Regions from separate parts of the Mus musculus genome. Here regions 2, 3 and 4 are each linked to region 1. The links are chromatin contacts, called in public Hi-C maps. All regions are on one chromosome and are shown on one strand. The core of a region is the stretch at or near the end of the contact, and the rest is flanking DNA. Distances in the headings are between cores, read along the strand shown.

What was found. Hi-C and Micro-C count contacts between places; a contact is called where the count stands out from the background.
Region 2: a contact with region 1 is called in a Hi-C map of B cells, with 6 read pairs. The contact joins the promoter of Ppp5c here to the promoter of Ube2m in region 1. A contact is called at or near these places in 2 of 39 promoter capture datasets (cranial neural crest and frontonasal cranial neural crest) and 1 of 484 Hi-C or Micro-C datasets (B cells).
Region 3: a Hi-C map of B cells shows a contact between it and region 1, with 5 read pairs. The contact joins the promoter of Ptgir here to the promoter of Ube2m in region 1. A contact is called at or near these places in 1 of 39 promoter capture datasets (cranial neural crest) and 1 of 484 Hi-C or Micro-C datasets (B cells).
Region 4: a contact with region 1 is called in a Hi-C map of B cells, with 6 read pairs. The contact joins the promoter of Slc1a5 here to the promoter of Ube2m in region 1.

What each region holds. Positions count from the first base shown.
Region 1 is chr7:13,035,361-13,040,385 of GRCm38.p6, reverse strand. Ube2m (ubiquitin-conjugating enzyme E2M) reads left to right here and starts at 2,408. Exons shown (of 6, transcript NM_145578.3): 1 at 2,408-2,765; 2 at 3,726-3,820; 3 at 3,914-3,952; 4 at 4,071-4,174; 5 at 4,481-4,544; 6 at 4,632-5,025. The coding sequence starts at 2,657. The coding sequence ends at 4,772.
Region 2 is chr7:17,024,895-17,029,919 of GRCm38.p6, reverse strand. It overlaps Ppp5c (protein phosphatase 5, catalytic subunit), which reads left to right and starts at 2,006. Exons shown (of 13, transcript NM_011155.2): 1 at 2,006-2,227. The coding sequence starts at 2,107.
Region 3 is chr7:16,904,162-16,909,186 of GRCm38.p6, reverse strand. It overlaps Ptgir (prostaglandin I receptor (IP)), which reads right to left and starts at 2,697. Exons shown (of 2, transcript NM_008967.3): 1 at 1,551-2,697; 2 at 1-468. The coding sequence starts at 2,402. The coding sequence ends at 73.
Region 4 is chr7:16,778,754-16,783,778 of GRCm38.p6, reverse strand. It overlaps Slc1a5 (solute carrier family 1 (neutral amino acid transporter), member 5), which reads right to left and starts at 2,433. Exons shown (of 9, transcript NM_009201.2): 1 at 1,304-2,433. The coding sequence starts at 1,878.

The DNA of each region.
Region 1 (5,025 bases), core at 1,159-3,658:
TCAGCTATAGCAAGTAAAAAGCAAAGTATGGATATTTTAATATAAGCTCTAAGCATGAGAGAAGTGCTCAGAAATAGACAACATAACATATAATCAAGTGTAGTTACATGTTTGCAGAGGGAGAATGGGGGAAGGTGGTATATATAGGACCCTCAAGGGATAGCCTCAATTGTATTAGCATTAGCTATAATACCTTTTTCATGGCTCTCAAGTCACATTCCAAACGGTTGCTAAGAAACTTGTTTCCTTCCTCTTTTGAAAAGGCTAGAGGGTGGCTGCAGAGATGCCTGGGATGGGATAATCAGAGAAGGTAAGACCAGAAGCTACTACATGTCTAGGACACACCTTTTTCCTATAATGGAGCTTCTGGTGAGATTCCTAGAAAATTGTAGGTCTACAGCTGAGAGGGAAGAAATGCCTTGAAGCAGCTGTTCATTGTACTGGCATTCCTACTTCTCCAAGGGAAAAATCAGGTTCAACCAGGCTACAGAGTCAGAGGCTCTATTCCTCCACCACCACTTTTTTTTTTTTTTTAATTTCATGTATGTGAGTACACTGTAGCTGTCTTCAGACACACCTGAAGAGGGTGTCAGATCCCATTACAGATGCTTGTGAGCCACCATGTGGTTGCTGGGAACTCAGGACCTCTGTAAGTACGGTCAATGCACTTAACCACTGAGCCATCTCTCCAGCCACTCTATTCCTTTCTTAAGTCCCCATAATTTTCAGTGTTGATCTCTCCTGTCTCACAGGCTACCAAAGATCCTGAGTTAAGCTAAGCATAATTTAGAATCCAATCTGAGGGGTAGTGAATGAACACAGGCAGGCAAGTGCTACCCCAGTCAGTAGAACTGTAGGACCAGAAAGATTAGCCAGAGCCCCATGTAGCCACAGCCATAGGACTTTAGAAGGGTCAGAAAAAGGAGGGATGTATCTGTAACCACAGCACTCAGGAAACAGAGACAACAGGAATAATGTTAGTTCAAGATCAGCCTGGACTACGTGCTGAGTTTGGACTACAGAGATGGATCCTATCTGGAAGAAAGCAAGCCAGAAAAACAACAGCTGCACAAAAATAGTCAGCATAGATAGTAACTGACAAAAATGGTAACTGACAAGACAGTAATGAACAGTTCTAGAGTGATTTGTCTGAGTCTCAGAATGAGCTAGCCTTAAAAAGTCAGGAGGAGGAGGGTGCTGCTGGCTAAGTCTGGAATGTAGAACCGCGGGTCATGCTGGGTGGCACAAATGCTGTCAGATGGCAAAGAGCAGAACAGAGTCCGAACCTGTTCTGGCCATGTTTTTCAAGCTGTGACCAGACAAGCAACAAGAAGCATTTAGACTCTGGCTTCGGCTGGATTCCTAGATGACAGCCTGAAGTCACTGACCCATCCTGAGCTATTTCCTTCTGCCTCCCAAGCACCCTAAGCTCACTCAACATAAGCCAATCGAGAGGCACAATGCCACTCGAGAGAGCCAATGCCACTTCTGCTGTTCTCTAAGCCGCAGTTATGAGTCCTATACCCACGTCCACCTTGGACCCTAGAACTACACAGTTGCTCACAGCCTGTTGCACAATAGAAATCTATTTTAAGGAACAAGAGTCTCGATGTGTTGCCTAGGGTATCCCTGAGCGCCTGGGCTCAAGCCAACTTGATGCCTCAAGCCTCCAGAGCAATTCGAAATTTAAACTAGTTTACATCAATCCGAATCTGGGATTGCGGTGGGATTAGGGGAGCCTGCTTCTGCACCCTTCGACAACGTCCCTTAAAACGTCCAGGCCCTGCGTTTGCTGAATCCTCAGAGAGCAAAGATCCAGTCTAGCCCGGTTCCGCTGCGCTCCGCGTAAGTGTAAGATTGAATGGAACCACCGAGAGCCAAACGGCCACTCACTACCCGCCTCGCTCAAAAATGGTCGCAAGCACTGCTTCCTACTCTACTGGGTGCGCGTCCCAGGAAGTACCCGCTAGACCGCCGAATAGTCACCTCCACAAACGGAAATACCCGAGCTTAACCGAAAAAGACCGAACCTCAAACTACAATGAGGAGGAACCAGGGGGCTGCAAGGGTTGCGCAGGCGCAGAGCACAGCTGAGGCAGGAAAAACCGAAGTGGGCAGGCGACGGAAAGTGCCGAAGCGGCGGGGCGCCCGAGGCCGTTGCCGACCTCCGCATCGAAGCCGCGCCTGCCGCGGAAGCTGAGCCTCCACCGGTACCCTGCGGTACCCTGCCGCCGCAAGCGCGGCTACCGCCTCCTCCTTCCACCTCACCGCAGCCTCCTAGCAGAGGGAGCAAGTAGGCGGGAGAGCGGCGGACCTGTAAAGGCCGGCGTCCGCAGCCGCAGCGGGGCCTCACCAGACCCAAGCGGAAGAGGGGGAGGAGGGCGCGGGGACCGTAGCAGGGGCGGGGCCGAGGATCGCCGAGTCCTCCCGAGCACCTCCGAACACACCCGAGGTGCTTAGCCAGGCCAGAGCCGGACTACGGGAGCCGAGGCGGGCCGTGCGGTGGGCGCGGAGCAGCGCGGCAGGCCGGGCGAGCGGCAGCGGAGGAGGCCGCGGTAGCGGGTCCGAGGAGCGGAAGCGGCGCAGGCGGCGGCGGGGGGCCGGGTGGCCGGGGTCCCGGGCCCCCGCGGCGGCGGGCTGCGGCGGCGGCGGCAGGATGATCAAGCTGTTCTCGCTGAAGCAGCAGAAGAAGGAGGAGGAGTCGGCCGGCGGCACCAAGGGCAGCAGCAAGAAGGCGTCGGCGGCGCAGCTCCGGATTCAGAAGGGTAGGGGTCGGGACCCTGCGTTCGAGGTCAGGGACCGTGGCGAGAAAATGCGGCCCCTGATATTTGGTATTGGTGGTCAGGTTTCGAGGGTTGTGATGCGGGACTGGGGGTGCGGTCACTAGGGAGGGTCATAGATTGGGGCGTTGGGATACTCGGGCCTGGAGTGTTAGGGACGCGGAATCTGTTAGGGGAGGGGTATAGTTTTGAGAGTCAGACGAGAACTTTGCTCTGGGGTGCCGTGTCGTGAAGATTGTGAAGGTTACGAATTGGGAATAAGTGGGAGACGGTTTAGTGTTTTAAACTGGGGACTCGTGGCCCAAGACTCAGGTCCAGAGGGTCAGGCAGAGCAATTTTGAGTTTGAGGTGAAGAGGAGGGAGAAAAGAAGGTTACAGGAACTAAAAAATGTGAGTGTGGGTCAATTTAAGCTACCATACAGGAAATCTCAAGGATGAGATGGGATCTTGGGCTTGTAATAAGATGGAGACGAGGAAGGACAGTGGAGGTGGGTGGTTGATGAGAAGGGGTGACTTAGTGTTGGGGGGCCGGTGTCATGGTCCTTGAATTGCGGTGGACAGATAAACAGTAGTGAGTGGAGATAATGACTAGAGATAGAAAACCTCAGGTTTAAGGTGCTCAGGGTTCTTGGAAGCAAGGGTTATGGGAGTAGAGGTTCTTGGGGACTATGTTGTGGGAACTTGTGGAGGACTTAGCTGGGTAAGGGTTTTCCCAAGAGATGGGCAGTTATACTTGAAGATGCTTGTATATGGGATACTGTGTATCCAGAAGAGTCCACGTAGAGACTGGAAAGTGGAAAGAATATGGAGTAGTACAGACTGAGTTAAAGTACACCACACAAAGCTCTTCAGGTCTAGAAAGCGAACTTATGGGTTCTGCTGACACATGCCCAGACCTCCTTTCTTTTACCTGTTTCTCTCCCTTTCCATGCTGTCCAAACCTAGACATTAACGAGCTGAACCTGCCCAAGACGTGTGACATCAGCTTCTCAGACCCAGACGACCTCCTCAACTTCAAGCTGGTGATCTGTCCTGATGAAGTAAGAGTAAAACAGGGCAGGATTCCCAAGAACAGACCAGGGGTGGCCCCATAAGAGTAGGGTCTTCATTCACTCTCCCCCTTCCTCTTCCAGGGCTTCTACAAAAGTGGCAAGTTTGTATTCAGCTTTAAGGTGAGTCTCAAGTGTACAAAGGTAGCTCTGTGGAGAAGACTGGGTACAACCAAAACACCTTCCCATCTCCTTTCTCTTTTTACACCTTCCCATCTCCTTTCTCTTTTTCTGGAGCCAGGTGGGACAGGGTTACCCACATGACCCTCCCAAGGTGAAGTGTGAAACAATGGTTTATCATCCCAACATTGACCTCGAGGGCAACGTCTGCCTCAACATCCTCAGGTGAGGGCACTGCCTTCCTTTCCCTCCCAAGACCTGCCTTCCAGGTATCCTCAGCCTTCTGTGGACACTGCATCTATCTCTGTCCTTCCCTCCCCTTTATGGTCAATCTGTTTCTGTCTTAGTTGTTTTTCTAATGACCTGACCTTGGCTTTCTCTGTGTCCTGCCCTGTCCCGTATCTTCACTCTTAGATCTCACACTTCAATGTTAAAAGGCCTTCTATGGGCCTAACCTGTTCAGTATTAGCAGGGCCTGTAGCAGCCTCCCACTCACCAGCCCCTGATAACCTTGATGCTCTCTGCCCACAGAGAGGACTGGAAGCCAGTCCTTACGATAAACTCCATAATTTATGGCCTGCAGTATCTCTTCTTGGTAAGTAGGGTTAGGCATTTGAAGCTGAGGGTTTGTTGGCCATCTGCCTCTCTCTTGCCTGTTGACTTCCACTTGTACCGGCCACAGGAGCCGAACCCTGAGGACCCACTGAACAAGGAGGCTGCTGAGGTCCTGCAGAACAACCGGCGGCTGTTTGAACAAAATGTGCAGCGCTCCATGAGAGGTGGTTACATCGGGTCCACCTACTTCGAGCGCTGCCTGAAATAGGGTTAGCAATTACCCATCCCTGCCAGGGTTACCGGCCCAGGCATCCCCTGCAAATATTTATTGGGGGCCCGGGTAAGGTGTGTGGGGTAGCCTTGGCCCCTGCCTTGGCCTTGCCTCTCTTCCCTGTCACCTGCCCCTAGTTATTTTTTTTTTGACCACCACGTGATTATGGTCGGTGCTGCCTCCCCCCCGACCTGCTCAGCGATGGGAAATGAATTGGCTTGTTTAGCGCCCCCCCCCTCCCGCTGGGTGC
Region 2 (5,025 bases), core at 757-3,256, 4.0 Mb before region 1:
GGGGGGAGACAGACAGAGAGACAGAGAGAGACACAGAGAGAGAGAGACAGAGAGAGACAGAGAGAGAGAACCCAGGTTGACCTGGAACTAACTCTGTGGCTCATGCTAGCCTGAAACAACTCTGGATAAATCTTCCTCCTCAGCCTCTCAAATGCTGGACTGCAAGGGTGAGCCACCAAGCCAGGCTTCTCTTAAGCCTCCTCTGCATGTATAGGCAGGCACTATTACTAGCTCCTCCTCACAGAGGAAATAATAGTATTGTGGCTTGCTCAAGATCACATAGCTTCAGGAACAATTGGAGCTGGGTTCAAATTTGTTAGAGCAGATACTGCCTCAAAAAAAAAAAAATCAAAAGAAAATTCACTTCCTACATGATCCCACTGGCACTGGCAGGTATAGTCAAATAGGGACTGTGCCTAGAAATTAGATTCAGATTCACTCTCAGTCAGACTCTTCAGGAATACGTTGATGCCTGTGGACACACGTCAAATGGACATGTGTACCAACATCGATTTTCCAGAGTGATTGTTAGTTGTAGTCAGGGGTGGAGCGGGGGAGGTGAGGCTGATACACAGCCTTAAAGCACTTATATATAGTGTTAGTGTCTAGATTGAGGACTTAAAGACTAGAATAGGAAGATACACAGTGGGGTCTGAAGATGTTACTGGAGGCTAGACTACCCGTGGCTTCTCAGAAAGAGTTTGGGTTGTCTCACGAGGGAGCTGGGGAGCCATGGAAGGCTGCGGCGGGTGCCAGTTTTACAGTATTCCAGCAAGATGCCTCTGACTGCCATATGGAAGGTAAACTGGAGGAGGGAGGATGAACGCAAGCATCAGAGGAGGCTGAAGCTCTGATCCAGGCACAGGAAATGCAAGCAGCAACAGTGTCATTTAAAAGATCCCTTTGGGGCTGGGGTGTTGTGGCACACGCCTTTAATCCCAGCACTTGGGAGGCAGAGTTAGGCGAATTTCTGAGTTCAAGGCCAGCCTGGTCTACAGAGTGAGTTCCAGGACAGCCAGGGCTACACAGAGAAACCCTGTCTCGGAAGAAAAAAAAAAATCCCTTTGGTGTGGTTGTTTGTATTCGGAACAGCGTCTCAGGTATCCCAGGCTGGCCTTGAACCTGAAATTCTGATACTGTTGCCTCCACCTATCAAGCCTTCAAATTACTGAGGTGCACCTTTCAGCCTGATTTATATAGTGCTGGAATTGGAACTCAAGCCTGGAGCACTCTAGACAAGTACTCTACCAACTGAGCTACATCCATGACCCTTTAAAAGGTTTTTTCTAGGACTTGACATGATGATGCAAAGCTTTAATCCCAACACTTGGGAGGTACAGGCAGCTGGGTCTTTGAATTCAAGGCCAGCCTGGTTTATATAGCAAGTTCCAGGCTAGCCAGGGTTGCATAATTAAATCCTATCTCAAAATAAAAAAATAAAATAAATTAATAAGGATGCTGTTGGGCTCGGAACAAACATGGTACAATTGAGACTTGTCAAGACTTGAAGATCGGGATGCCTTGTTAATAATTCAAAAAGAGCCTTGATTTGCAACGTTCAAGTTTTATTTTGTTTGCTTGAGAAACTACCCATTTTCCAAAAGGGTTACTGAGGAGACAAGAGATAAACTTGTTCAAGGTCACACGAGTAATTGGCAGCACCCAGCTCCAGAGCAAACTCCGGGTTGGGCAGGGTGCTGGTTTGAAAGCAGCCCCACCCGCCGGAGGCAACGCAACCCAATCACCAACCCTAAAGGAAGCCGGGATCTCCAAGAAACTTTTGCAGCCTCGCAACTTTGGGAGTAGGCGCCCTCCCGGCCTGCCCCCATCCACAAGGCCCCTTCTCTCCTTTCTGATTGGCTACTTCTACAAGTACAAGTACGGTCTGGATACCCTCTGGTCACCTTGTCCTCCCGGCGCTCTGGGGGCGGGGGCGGGGGGGGGGGGAAGTTGGGGGGGACGCCGCGCAGGCGCGTCAGGAGTGCCTTTGGGGCCCGCGCTTTACGACACTTGTGCGGCAGCGGCGGCGGTCACTCGGCACTCCTTCGCGACGGTTCGGCCTGGTGCCGCGAGCGGCCGTTGCCAGGGTGGGGGTCGCTTTGCGGCATGGCGATGGCGGAGGGCGAGCGGACTGAGTGTGCTGAGACCCCCCGGGACGAACCCCCGGCCGATGGCACTCTGAAGCGGGCAGAGGAGCTCAAGACACAGGCCAACGACTACTTCAAAGGTGCGCCCGGCCCGGACGGGGTGAGGGAGGGTGGACAGCGGCCCAGGCTGTGGGGGTGCCAGGCCCGGCGGGGAACCATGGCAACGCGGAGCGGCAGCCTGGGCGCCGGGCAAGCACTACAGAGTAGCCAGGCGCGAGGAGGAGGCTCAGGCTGGACGACAGACTGGGGAGAGCTGCTGAGAAGTGGATACCAAGCAGAAGCCACTCACTGGGGAGACTGAGGCAGGCGCTGCTACACGATAGGGGAAAAGCAGGGGGCCGACATGTGAGTGCTACCAAATGTGAGACCTGGACAGAGGTGCTAAATGGTGGTCAGACCTGAAGAGGGCGCTACCAAATAGTGACATGTGTTTAGGGCAGTGATGGCGCTGCCGAGTGGGGAGGCCTGAGATGAGTATGACCGAGAAGAGAAGGCCCAATAGAGAAGGGAATTATGGGGATGGAGGTAGATAATTATATTGGAAGGCGATTTGGGGTGATCCAAGGAAACGAGTAGGGTGGAGAGGTGGAGCAGGAACGAATAGGGTGATCTTGGGCTAAGAGTGCCATGTGGGAGGACATGTCTCCGTTCATTCATTCTTTCAGTACACTTGTATTAAATAAGTGTCATGTGCTACACGGCCTGTGCTTGGCTCTGAGGCTGCAGCGATGAATGCAACACATGACTCGGATTTAAGCAGAACCAATCATTGCAAACTTGTGATGATCACTTTGGGTCAAGGTGACAACACAGGAAATACAGCTTAGAGTCTGCTTTCGATGGTGAGGTCGGGAGTGCCTGGAGAAAGAGGCTTTTTGAGGCGAATTGACAAGGAGTTTTACACGTGGGTCCTGACCACTGAGTTTGTGTGAAGACCCTGGGGTGGAGAGTGATTGAAAACAGACTGGCTTGGCTGGAGTTTGAGGAAACTGGGGGTACGAGGGGAAGACTGATACAAGAGAAGATTAAGATAAGGGGACAGAGCATGCAAAATCTGAATTCGTCACAAAGATGAGTTTTGGGTTTCCTTCGCTGTCCGAAAAGGGACATTGAGTGGGTAGATGGGACCAGTCTGGACTGGAGAAAATTTTGAGTGTAACCAGCCTATGGTTGGAGGTGCCCTGGGAATGGATGAAGTCACCAGAGAGTGGGATCTAGAGAGAACCTAGGATGGAGTTTTCATGTTTACAGCGGAAAAGGGGCTACTGAGGAGAAGTGACTGAGGTGGAAGAGAAACCAGGAAAGGTGCCACAGGCTAAGAAAACAAGGTTCTTCCGGAAAGAAAGCCACGTGCCTGATCACCTAGCCCCAGGCACTGTCCATCAGAGCTTTTGCTCCCAGAGGAACGCGGTGACGTTAACAGCAGTTGTAGATGATAAAGAGGCTGCCAGCCCAGAAGACCCTGGCTGGTGAAGGCAAGTGAGGAATTGGAGACCAACAGGCACAAGTGTCTCGGTTCTGAAAGGGAATGGAGAATTGGGGGCAGATGGCAAGAGGGAGTAGGTGGGGGTCCTAGGGATGCTTTTTCAGCTATGGCCCAAAAGAGAAACAGACCCAGCTGTAACAGATCTGGAGGAGGTGGGGGAAGGTGAGAAGGATTTAGAGTCCTTGGGGAAAGGTGCCCACCCCCCATGGGGATAAGCCCAGACATGGTGCTTGCCTGTCATCCCAGCTCTCTGGAGGTGGAGGTGGGAGGATTGTGAAGACCAAGGAGAGAGGTGAGGCCAGAGTTAGAGCCTTCGGGGGCTGAGTGGTTTTATAGGTGTCATCCTAACGGTGGCTTGGAGCTGTGGAGGGGTTTTAGGAGAGTGGTCCAGTTACTTTGGGTACTGGTCCTCCTTGCTGTTCAGAGACTGGATTCAAAGGCCAGGCTGGAGAGAGGAGACTGGAAGGGAAGACAGGTGAGGGGTGGAGCCTTTGACCAGGCTAGTGGGAGGAACTGAGGCTGGCTGCCCAGAGACGGGGAGGGGAGCAGGTGGCTAAGGTGAGTGGAGCCTGGCACTAGGGAGTGGGGCAGAAGTGGAGGTGGTTAGAAGGGTTAGGATGCAGCTACACATAGAAGGTGGGAGGGGACTTGAGCTGTCAGCAGAGGCCCTGGAGAGCTAAAGCTGGTCCAGATTCATGCCTTCTAAAGAACGGGGCTTAGGGCGGGGTGGGGCTGCTAGAAGGGAGGGAAGTTAATGAGTGTGAGAGATCCTATCAGGACGGTAAGCCTGGCTTGCAAGGTTTGGAAGGTTGGAGGCCACCAGCACCAGTTGACTAGGCCCAGCTATGTACTGGTTGGAAGAAGGCGCGGCCATCTTTCCTTGGGTCCTGAAAAGATCATCCAGAAACTGGGCTACTGCTGCAGAGGACAGGTAGGGGAAGGAGTTAGCCATCGGGAAGGACCCTTCACCCTCACCCCTGCCTCCCAGGTCCTGAGGTTTGGGCTCCCAGGAACTTAGGGCTGGGCAGGCAGCCAGAGGGGCCTGGCCTGGAGCTGACTTGAAGGAGCACCCTTCCTGATCCAGGCCTCCCGCTGCTGTGGGCAGGCAGTGGCAAGCACAGAGCCCCAGGCTCAGGCTATAAGTAAGGATACCAATAAAAAGAATAATTGCAGCTAGCTTTCATTAAACCTGTGGTGGCCAGGCACTCCTGAGCTGAACCCTGCCTGGGGCATTGGGGGTGGCAGAGAGCAGCCACTTTGGTTTATAGAGGAAGCCACCTCACAGTGAAACTTCTTGCCCAGGGTCAGAGTGTGTGAGCAGAAGGCGGATATCCCCTTCCTCCCCACGTGCTCGGTGCAGCTCTCCCTGTTAGACGCATCTGGTCTCAGCGG
Region 3 (5,025 bases), core at 1,448-3,947, 3.9 Mb before region 1:
TGAGTCCCTGATCTTCTGGCTTCTGGTCCTGTGACAGCGGGCTTAGGATGACATGCAGGACCAGCTCAGATATCAGCAGAGGGAGCAGGCAGCGATGGCCTCTGACTTGGATGGCATTCCCACAGAGCAGCCGTCACCACCAGTCAGAGGCACAGCAGTCAATGGTGCCACCTGTCCCGTGCCCCAGGACGACAGGGGCACCCAGCTCCCTTCCTTAGCCTGGAGAGAAGTAGGAGCCGGTGGGTCTCTTCTCCCCGATGCAGGTCTGGAAAGGGGCGCCTGCAAATCCCCATGGACAGAACGGGCACACAGGCAACACAACCAGAACTTGAGGCGTTGGAAGACAGCCTTTCGGAAAAGGATGAAGACCCAGGGGTCCAGGATGGGGTTGAAGGCGTTGAAGCGGAAGGCGAGGAGGTCCCCCATCTCTCTGCTGTCTGGGGCGATGGCCTGAGTGAAGCCTCGGATCTGAGGGGCAGAACAGGTGACAGATGCATCATGGGTGGTCCTCCCCCATCCTTTCACCCCACCTCCCACTTATTACCCACAGGGATGGGGACTTATGCAGCCGGAGGGGAAGGAAATGAGATAAGATGAAGAAAGATGCAGGCTGAGTTGCTAACGTGTGCAGGCATCCGGGGAGCAGAAGACAGGAAAGCCCCAGGACATAGCAAACACCGGGCAGAGGAAAGACAGGGTGGGGCAGTGGGTACTGACCTACCAGACCCACCGTTTGCGCTGAGGCGACTCCCCACCCCACCCCACCCCCAGCCCACAGAGAAGCCTGAGCCCGCTGAGGCTCCCAAAGCCTCGTGTGGAGCCACCCTTGGAGATGAGTTTGTCAGACATTGTTAATCCTCAAAGGGCTCCAGCACCCCAAATACACTCCAAACCGTGTTCCAACCCCCAGCATAAAAACGTGGCTAGCCCCACTGGCTGCTATAGTGGGAGGGGACAGCACAAGGTCCCTGTGAGGCTGAAAGAAGGGTGTGGGGGACAAGGGCAGGGCCCAGGCTCAGGGAGTGTGTGGGGTGCTCATGGTTATATGGCCAGGCTCCGGGAGGAGAGAGCCAGGATGGAGGAGACTCAGCCAGCCTGTGTGATCTCGGGCAGCAAGCACTATCATCTTTCTATAAAGAGGTTGACAGGATGGGACTTCAGTGTCATTTCCTGCCCAGTGCTTCTGAAATGATTGTGTAAGGTCAATTTGAAATTCATCTGAAGAGGCATTTGGAATGCCATTAAGCGTTGTGTCGGCAGAAAGCAAGTGCCCGTGAGTTGTGGATCCTGTTATCACAACGGTGTGTTGGATAGGGGAGCCGGCTGAGAGGTGTTGACAGGACAGCTAAGGGCTAGAGATTGTCTAGTGGAGGAAAAGAAAGCAGAGAGACTTCTTGGAGTACTCAGGAGTACATGGAACACAAAGTCACCATCTGACCCTTTCTGAGCCTCGGTTTTCACATCTGTCAAATAGACACGACAAGTGGAGAGCACAGATGGATGCTGCCCTCCACTCCTCCCCCTGCACCCCAGCTCCGAGGGACACTCACCATGAGAGGCAGGGAGCACACGGCCATGATGACGGTCATGAGGGCCAGCAGAATCAGGTGGTAAACTTCATCCTCTCGTGCCCGAGAGGTCGGTACAAACGAGCCATGGTGGCGTCTCTGTTGGCGGTACATGTGATAGAGGCTGAGAGTGACGGAGCCGTTGCAGAAGAAGATGGAGGTCACCAACAGGGCCATGAGACTGGCGTAGGCCAGGGAGAAGGCACAGCCGCCAGGCTGGGCGGAACGCATGCGGATGAAGCACCAGCTCCCTGGGCAATACTGCTGATGCTCGCCCAGGCCCAGCAGGGGCAGTGAGCAGAAGAGGCAGCAGAAAGCGTAGATGGAAGGCAAGGCAAAGCGGGCGCAGCGCGGCCCGTCCAGCTGGGCGTACAGGTAGGGGTGACTGAGTGCCAGGCACCGCTCCACAGCCATGGCAAAGAGGATGAGCGTGGAGGCCAGGCCGAAGAACGTCATGGCGAAGGCGAAAGTGTCACACAGCATCGTCCCACCGTGGGCCAGGCCCAGCAGAGAGCTGTTTCGAGCATAGGCCACAAACACTGCAGGGCTCAAGAAGCACGTGCCCAGCAGATCCGTCACCGCCAGCCCAGTGACCAACACCGCAAAGGCCGATGGGTGTGACCTCCGTCGGGCACCCAGGATGCCCAATGCCAGCCCGTTGCCCACTACACCAGCCACGAACATCAGCGTGCTGGTGGCAGGTCCTACCGAGTCTTGAACGTAGGTGATATTCCAGCAGGAGCCTGCCATGCCCTGCCACTCTCTGCCACCTGCACTGAGAGGGCTCCCAGGAGTGACAGAAGGGGGTCCAGGATGTCCATCGCTGGCCATCATCTTCATAGGATCTGGGATCTGCCAGTCAATTCCCAGTTGCCCGTGTGTTTCTGTCTTTTGTTTCTGTCTTCTCCTGTGTCTGTCCCTCTCCTGTTTCTTTCCTTCTCTGTCAGGTCCTTGTCCCTTTGTGCCTCAGTGTTCCCTGTCCCCTACCCCCTGTTCTTTCCTCTACACTTCTCTGTCACCTCCTTGACATTTCTGCTTTCTAGACCCTCCAGCACCTCTGCCTTCTGAAGTCCCTCAGTCTCTCCTGTCTGTGTGCGAGTCTGTGTAGATCTCTGTCAGCTTCTCCCTCCTAGGGCCCGCCCTCCCCCTCCCTCCTCATCTTGCCTCCTCGCCCCAGCTTTTTTCATTTCCTCTCTGCCCCGCCCTCCTCCCCCTGTGCTGGTCTCCAGAGGCCCCCTCGGGCTCCCTGCCTGCTTTCCCTGGCTTGTACCCCATCTCCTGCTCTGAGTATCCGTCTCTTGCCTCTGCCTCTCCTCCTGCCTCTTCCTCATACAGTCCACAGCACAGTCACCTGCTGCCACCTCCACCCCCACTCAACCTTTTCTGTTTTTCATACGTGCCCCCTCCCCAGCATCTCATCTCTATGTCTGTCTGTCTGTCTCTACCTCTGTGTCTGTCTGCCCCACCCCTCTCCAAATGCATTCATATCTAAGTCCCTCTTCGTGTTACCTAGTATCAGAACCTCACCACCACCACCACCACCACCACCAACCCAAGGAAGCCAGACAGGTCCTAGTGCTGAGTGGTTCTCCAGCTTAGCCATGGCCTGAACTGTGTGTGAACAGCCTCTGAGAGCTATTCTGGGCTTCAGGCCCTGGGGTTAGGCCCTGGCCCTGGGATTGAGAAATGACCAGGAAATTCCCCCATGATGTAGTGTTTTCCAGACACCATGGAGAGTCCTGGTCCCTGGACACAATTCACTCCTTCCAGGAGTTGAAGAAGGAGGCCGCCTGACCAGACCTCATCCATGGGCTCCTAGCTCAGGACGCACAGTCCATGCATGGTCTGCAGTTCACAGGGCTTTGGTGACCCACCATTAAAGGTTGACCTTTACTTCGCACCATAGCACTTCCAGGCCCCAGTCACCGCTCACGACACTGACTTCCGATACTAACACTTTGGCGATGGATAGCCATCTCAGGCTCCAGCTCTGCTCCCACACACAAGGCTCCACCCATCCTCCCTCAGCAACACCCTCCCCCGACCATGCCGCCTCCCTCAGATCAGTGTCAGCCCAGCTGTCAGTACAGAGGTGATGGGACCTTCACTGACTCCACAGTTCCTGCTGGAGGGTCAGAGGGGACCTTAGAGACCCCAGTCACCTTGTGTGGCTTCCTTTCCTTTCTTTTCTTTTCCTTTCTTTTCTTTTCTTTTCTTTTTTTAAAAAATCTGTTCTTGCTGCTGCTGCTGCTGCTCTGCTGTTTTTTTAAACAGATTTCACGTGGCCAAGGCTGGCCTCAAACTTTCTATGTAACCAAAAAATGACCTTAACCTTAAAAAAGCAAAAAGATTGTGTGTGTGTGTGTGTGTGTGTGTGTGTGTGTGTGTGTGCTTGTGCGTGTGTGTATGGGTGCACCCATTTCATGGTGTAGAGGACAACTTGCAGGAGTCTCAGTTCTCTCTCTCTTCCCCCACCCCGAGTCTGTCTGTCTGTCTGTCTGTCTCTCTCTGTCTCTGTCTCTCCACCCTGTGGGTTCCTGGGATAAACTCAAGTGTCTGCTTGGCATCAAGGCCTGCAAGCTTTGTTTTCTTTTTTCTTTTTTTTTTTTTCCTCCTCTTTTCTTTTTTTGAGACAGGGGTTCTCTGTGTAGCCCTGGCTGTCCTGGAACTCACTCTGTAGACCAGGCTGGTCTCGAACTCAGAAATCCACCTGCCTCTGCCTCCCAAGTGCTGGGATTAAAGGCATGTGCTACCACTGCCTGGCAACACCCTTGTTTTTCAGGGAAACTGTTTTAGTAAAAAGGTTACACATCCATTTGACTTTCATTTCTGTAGCAATGTGACCCATCACCTTCTGATGCATTATGGCCCTGGGCAAGGGGTGGCTCACCCTAGTCTCCTCCTCCATGATATGGGTCCCAGGCATGTGACTGAGTGTATCCAGCATCCCACCTGCCGAGGAGCAGGGAAAAGGCCAGTACAGAGATGTTCCAAGGGCAGGGGAGTTCCTGATGCAGGGCTGGACTGCAGGCAGCTGCTGCCTTTCCCTCTCTGTGTCCACCCGCCCCCCCCCCCCCCCGTGGTGACCACATCTTCCTATCACCCATGCCCAGCTGCCACCCAGCTGGCGTTCCTGGTTTCCGACAGGATGGATCCCCAGTACCAGCTGCCCTGGGGATCCCCAAAGGACCATCCAGGCCTGCCCTGGGAAGTGAGGAACCTCGTGGGGTGAGGGGTCTGGGGTGGGAGACTGTGAGGGGCAGGCCTGCAGGCCATGTGGTCCCTGTCACGGGCTCTGATTCCCAGGCAGAGCAGAGGGACTCAGGAAGTCATATCATATTAATGAAGGATGATGCCTGGCAGGCTTGGCGTCCTGTCTCAGTATCAGGGGAGTTTGGAGGAGGTGGGACCTCTGCTCCCGGAGCTTTCTCCTGCTGACTTCCTGTCCCTATCACCA
Region 4 (5,025 bases), core at 1,184-3,683, 3.7 Mb before region 1:
CATGCTTGAAAGCTGGGCGTGAAGTATCCTGGCCTAGAGAGTGTGAGTTCCAGCTGTTTTGAGCTTGCCTGGGAGGAAAAGCCTCAGCTCACAAACAGCCTGAAGGTGGGTGTGCCGCCTCGCCACCCAGGGCAGGGCCCAGGATCCAGCTAATCTCCATCAGCCAGAAGGCATCCTCAATACGGACACCAAGGGCACAACCCTTCATGTCATCCCATACGATGGCCCAGAAGCAGAGGATGCCCGGTTTTCTGACTCACGGTTTCCACATCCCCACCACCCCACCCACCTCACTTCTCTCTTCCTTCCAGGAAGTCCCCAATCTGAAGATACTGAATCAGAGGCCCTCATGGCAGGACCACGTGGACCGGGAGTCTAGAGTCCTCCAAAGTGGGAAGGGTACAAGGATAAAATGTCACTCTCTGCTTTGGGGAAGGCACTGAAGGGGACATACAAGAGGAAATGAGATGGTAGGGCAGGGAGGGCGAAGGCACCGGAAGTCTGACTGCCTGGCCCAGGTGAACCAAGTAGGGTTAGAGGGAACAAGAAGCTGTGTTCCGGGGACATTCGAGCACACTCCTATCGCTGGGAATCAGGCAGCCTCTCACATCACCATTGGGCCTCCACCGGCTCATAGGAGTGAAAAGGTCACAGACCCTGGGTCCAAATCCTTATCCAGGAGCCTCATCTCTGCCCCTCTGCCACAAAAGAATCCCTCCAGAAGTTTGCACAACGTTCTTGTTTGTTTGTTTTTGTGGTTCTTCATAACTTTCATGGGGGGGGGGTGGCTCTTCTTAGGGCAGTCCTTGTATCTTTTATAACACTTCCCTTGCAAGCCAAGGAAGGAGGCCGAGGCAAGAGAGCAGCCTGAGATACTTGTAGCAGACTTGTTTTCAGTAAGCTAAATGATGCTCCTTCATCCCAGCCACTAGGGTGATGGAGGTAGGGCGCTAAGGAGAGTTCAAGGACAGGCTTGGCTGTACGAGACCCTGTACTGTCTCCAAAAAGCGTAACAAGACTAAGAAGGCTTATTATTTTTCCTTCCTCTAAAAGCCCTCCATGTTTAGGCCCGCCCCCAAATTTGGAGAACTTCCGTAAAAGTTCACCCTTCCAAGATGTTAGCGGTCCTGTCACCGTTACCTTATTTTCCTAGATTCTAGAAGGCATGACTCAATCTGGAGGACTCAACCTTGGTGACTAGTGGCGGCACACACGGGTAATCCCTGTACTCAGAGGGGGTAAAGCAGAAAGATTGCACGCTTGCACTGGCCCCTAACCACCCCACTGCCTGGCGGGAACGTACCTCACGAGATCTAGAAAGGAATCCAGCACCTCTTTGGTTGGTGCACTGCGGGCACAGGGGTCTACAACAGAGTCGTTGATGGAGGTGATGGCGGTAACGGCGGCGCCCGGCTTCAGCGCCAGGGCCAAACCCACGCCGAGCGCCGACGCGAGCAGTGTGGTGACCAGGAAAAAGAGCAGCGCCCAGGCGCCCACACGACCGAGCGCGCTAGGGTCCAAGCTGGCTGCACCTCCGATCAGGCTGCACACCACGAGCGGCAGGATGATCATCTTCAGCAGACGCAGCAGCAGCTCTCCCGGGAAGGCGAAAGCGGTCAAGCGCGCGGGACCCAGCGCGTCAGCACCGCCCGCCGCCGAGACCCCCAGCCCCAGCCCCACGCCAGCCACCACCGCAGCCACCGTGAGCAGCACCAGCAGGTTGGCGCGAATGCAGCGGCGCACCCGGTCACGGGAACCGCAGCAACCACCTGCTTTCGCACTCTGGTCCTCTCTGGATCCCAGCGCGGGGCCACCGTTCGCGGTGGAATCCACCGCTACTACCCCTTTGGGGTCAGCCTTAGGGGGATCCACTGCCATGCTGAGCCGTAACAGGGAGGTTCCTTGTGAGCCTGGAGACTAGGTGTGACGTCCTTAGGACCGAGAATGGAGGCTGAAACTTTGCAGCGGTCCTTGAAGTTATGCGTCCACCGGATCTCGGAAACTGGAGGGTCCTAGGCTCCCTGAGCTGTATGCGGAGATCCCTTTATTTTTCCTGGTGATGTCGAATCCCCGAAAACTGGGAGTTGAGAGCGCCTTGTTGGAGTAGGGAACAGCTCTTCAGAGGGTTCTTTGACTCCCTGAAGGAGTAAGGAAACTCAGGTAGCTGAGGTCTTCAGGAAGCTCAACCCAAGTGGCATAGATCCGGGATGCCTTGCTCCGGGAGACCGAGATCCCAGGATTAGGACGCCTGGCTCTCGGACTCTTGGGTACTGGAGCCCTAGAAGGAGTGGACCGAGCGTTTCGGGCTCTGGAGAGAAAAATCAAATTTCCAGATGCAAATAGGAAGCAGCCCGGGGGATATGGAAAGTGGCGCCAAGGAGAAACCTCCCAGGCCGCGCCGCGTGTCTCTGAGGCTGCTAGACGGAAGCGACCAGGATTAAAGGCGGAGGGGCGTGACTTGAAAAAGCGGAGGGCGGGACTTGAAAAGGCGGAGGCCGTCCCGCAAGCGCTGATTGGTTATGGAACATTCGGCGCCAGGTGGCGAGCGAGGGGCGGAGCCAAGATCACAGTGGGCAACCTAGGGTGAATAACAATGCATAGCCAGGGGCGGGGCCGGGGCAAGGGCATCGAGCCAGAAAGGGTGCAAAGCCTCCAAAAGGGGCGGGGCGTTGGGAAACTATCCAACCCACACCCACCCACACGCACCTCACCACTGGTCAAAAGAATCTAATTGTGGATCATATCTGATATTCCACAGAAGGACCCCTAGAAAGGGCAGACAGATGAGTGGCACACACCTTTAATCCCTGCTCTCAGGAGGCAGAGGCAGGCAGATAGATCTCTGTGAGTTCAAGATCAGCCTTGGTTGGTCTACAGAGCGAGTTCTAGGGCTGCCAGGGCTACATAAAGAAAAAGAAACCCAGTCTGTAGAAACAAATTGGGGAAAGGGAGGGAGGAGGGGCCAGTAGGCCCCAACATTGAATGTGGGGGATTTGAACTCAGGCCCTCATGCTTGAGCTGCAACCCAGTCTCTTTCCTCAGATAGTCACAGATTGGGTCCTCCCCACAGGAGCATGGCACATGCAACACACACAAATAAACAAATATATAAATAAATGTAGCAAAAAATATTTAAATGGCCAGTTCACCACAAACATTCTTAGTTTAGACACTGTTACCCATCAACTGTAAGAATAACAGACTTAGAGAGGAGGAGGAGGAGGAGGAGGAAGAGGAGGAGGAAAGAGGTCTGCTGAATCCAGAATCTTTGGGACATGTAGGGTGGGGAAAATGAGGCTGAAGTTTGTGGATCAGGATTGGCTAGGAGCGTTCTGCCCCACTGCCTGCCCCTAGTAAGAGAAATACTCAAACTGGTTCCAGCCAGCTCTTTGGCCCAACCTCCTACCCGGATTCCTTGTGATTTCATCAGTGGGAGAAAGGTCTGGGGCTTCCCAAAGGGTGAAGCAGGGTAGTGAGAGGCTGGGCTGAAGGAGGAGGACAGCCAAGAGTCCCTTCCTGAACTCTGTTGACCACTTGAGAAACGCCCTGAAGAATGGCTCTTTTGGAAAGTCTGGAGCTTGCCTGGAGGTGGAGCAAAGGAGGCTACAGGGCTCAGTCTGTTCTACCAGGCGCTCACCCGCAGCTCTCAGGACTGCAATCCCAACTATGGAAGGATTCCAAGGTCATGACCAGCCTGGGCCACAGACATCAGAGTAAAGATGGGAATGAGGGGCTGCTGGGAAAGGCTAGCCTGAGAGAGGGCAGGGAGGGCTTGTTGGAGAAGGAAGCAGGGTTTCTTCGTGTGACTCTGACTATCCTAGAACTTGCTCTGTAGACCAGACTGGCCTTGAACTCCAAAATCCACCTGCCTCTGCCTCCCTGCTGGTATTAAAGGCATGTGCCGCCACCACCACCACCACCACCACCACCACCCGGCTCCATCATAGCTTTTGAAGGATAGTGTTGTTAATTTTTGAATTTACTGGAAAAGAATGTATTATTATCTTTTCTCAAAGAAGGGAGAGAGTGGGGAGAAGGAAGGAAGGGAAGGAAGAAGCAAGGGAGGAGAGAGGCAGGGCAGATCTATTAGAATCCGACATAACACGAATGGCTGAGCAATAAACCTTTGCTTCTGTGTTTTATTTCATTTTATTTTATTTTCATCTTATTATTTTACATGTATGGGTGTTTCACAGGCATCTGTGTCTGTGTGCCATATGTGTCTGATATCCCTAGAGGCTGAAAGAGGGCATTGAATTGGTTAGATCTGTAGTCACAGATGGTTGTGAGCCGCCATGTGGGTGCTGTGAAGTGAAACAGGGTCCTTTGGAAGAGCAGCCAGCTCTCCAGCATCTAAACCCTCCTCTTTGTAACCCAGCAGGCAGTGGGGACCCTTTGTGATTGCTGTGGAACCTAGTCCATACCCACTGAAGCAGCCTGGCTAGCGCGTGGAGGGATGTGACTGCAGGCTCCCCCCACCCCCAGATCACAAACGACGACTCTGAAACTGAATTCTTATGAATAGTTGCCCGGGCCAGAGGCTTTGGCTTATTTGTTCCCACTAGCCCCTAACTCAATTATACTGTTTATCTTCTTCTAAGTGCTACCATGTGGCTACTTTTCTCTCCTCAGGTTCATGTGACCATCTTCCTCAGAGTTTAGGGTGATCTCCAGTGTCTGACTCTATCCCAGAAATCCTCTCTATACAGAACTTCCACCTCCCCATTTCCTGCCTAGGCATTTTGTTGTTGTTGTTTTTTGTTTTGTTTTTGTTTTTGTTTTTGTTTTTTGAGACACGGTTTCTCTGTATAGCCTTGGCTGTCCTGGAACTCACTTTGTAGCCCAGGCTGGCCTCGAACTCAGAAATCTGCCTGCCTCTGCTTCCCAAGTGCTGGAATTAAAGGCGTGGGCCACCATGCCCGGCTTGGTCAACTGCATTTTATTGACAAGTGATGGATGCTTCCATACATTGCATAAGAGATTCTGACAGAGTCTAGCCTGGGCTATACAGTGAGTGTTTAAAAT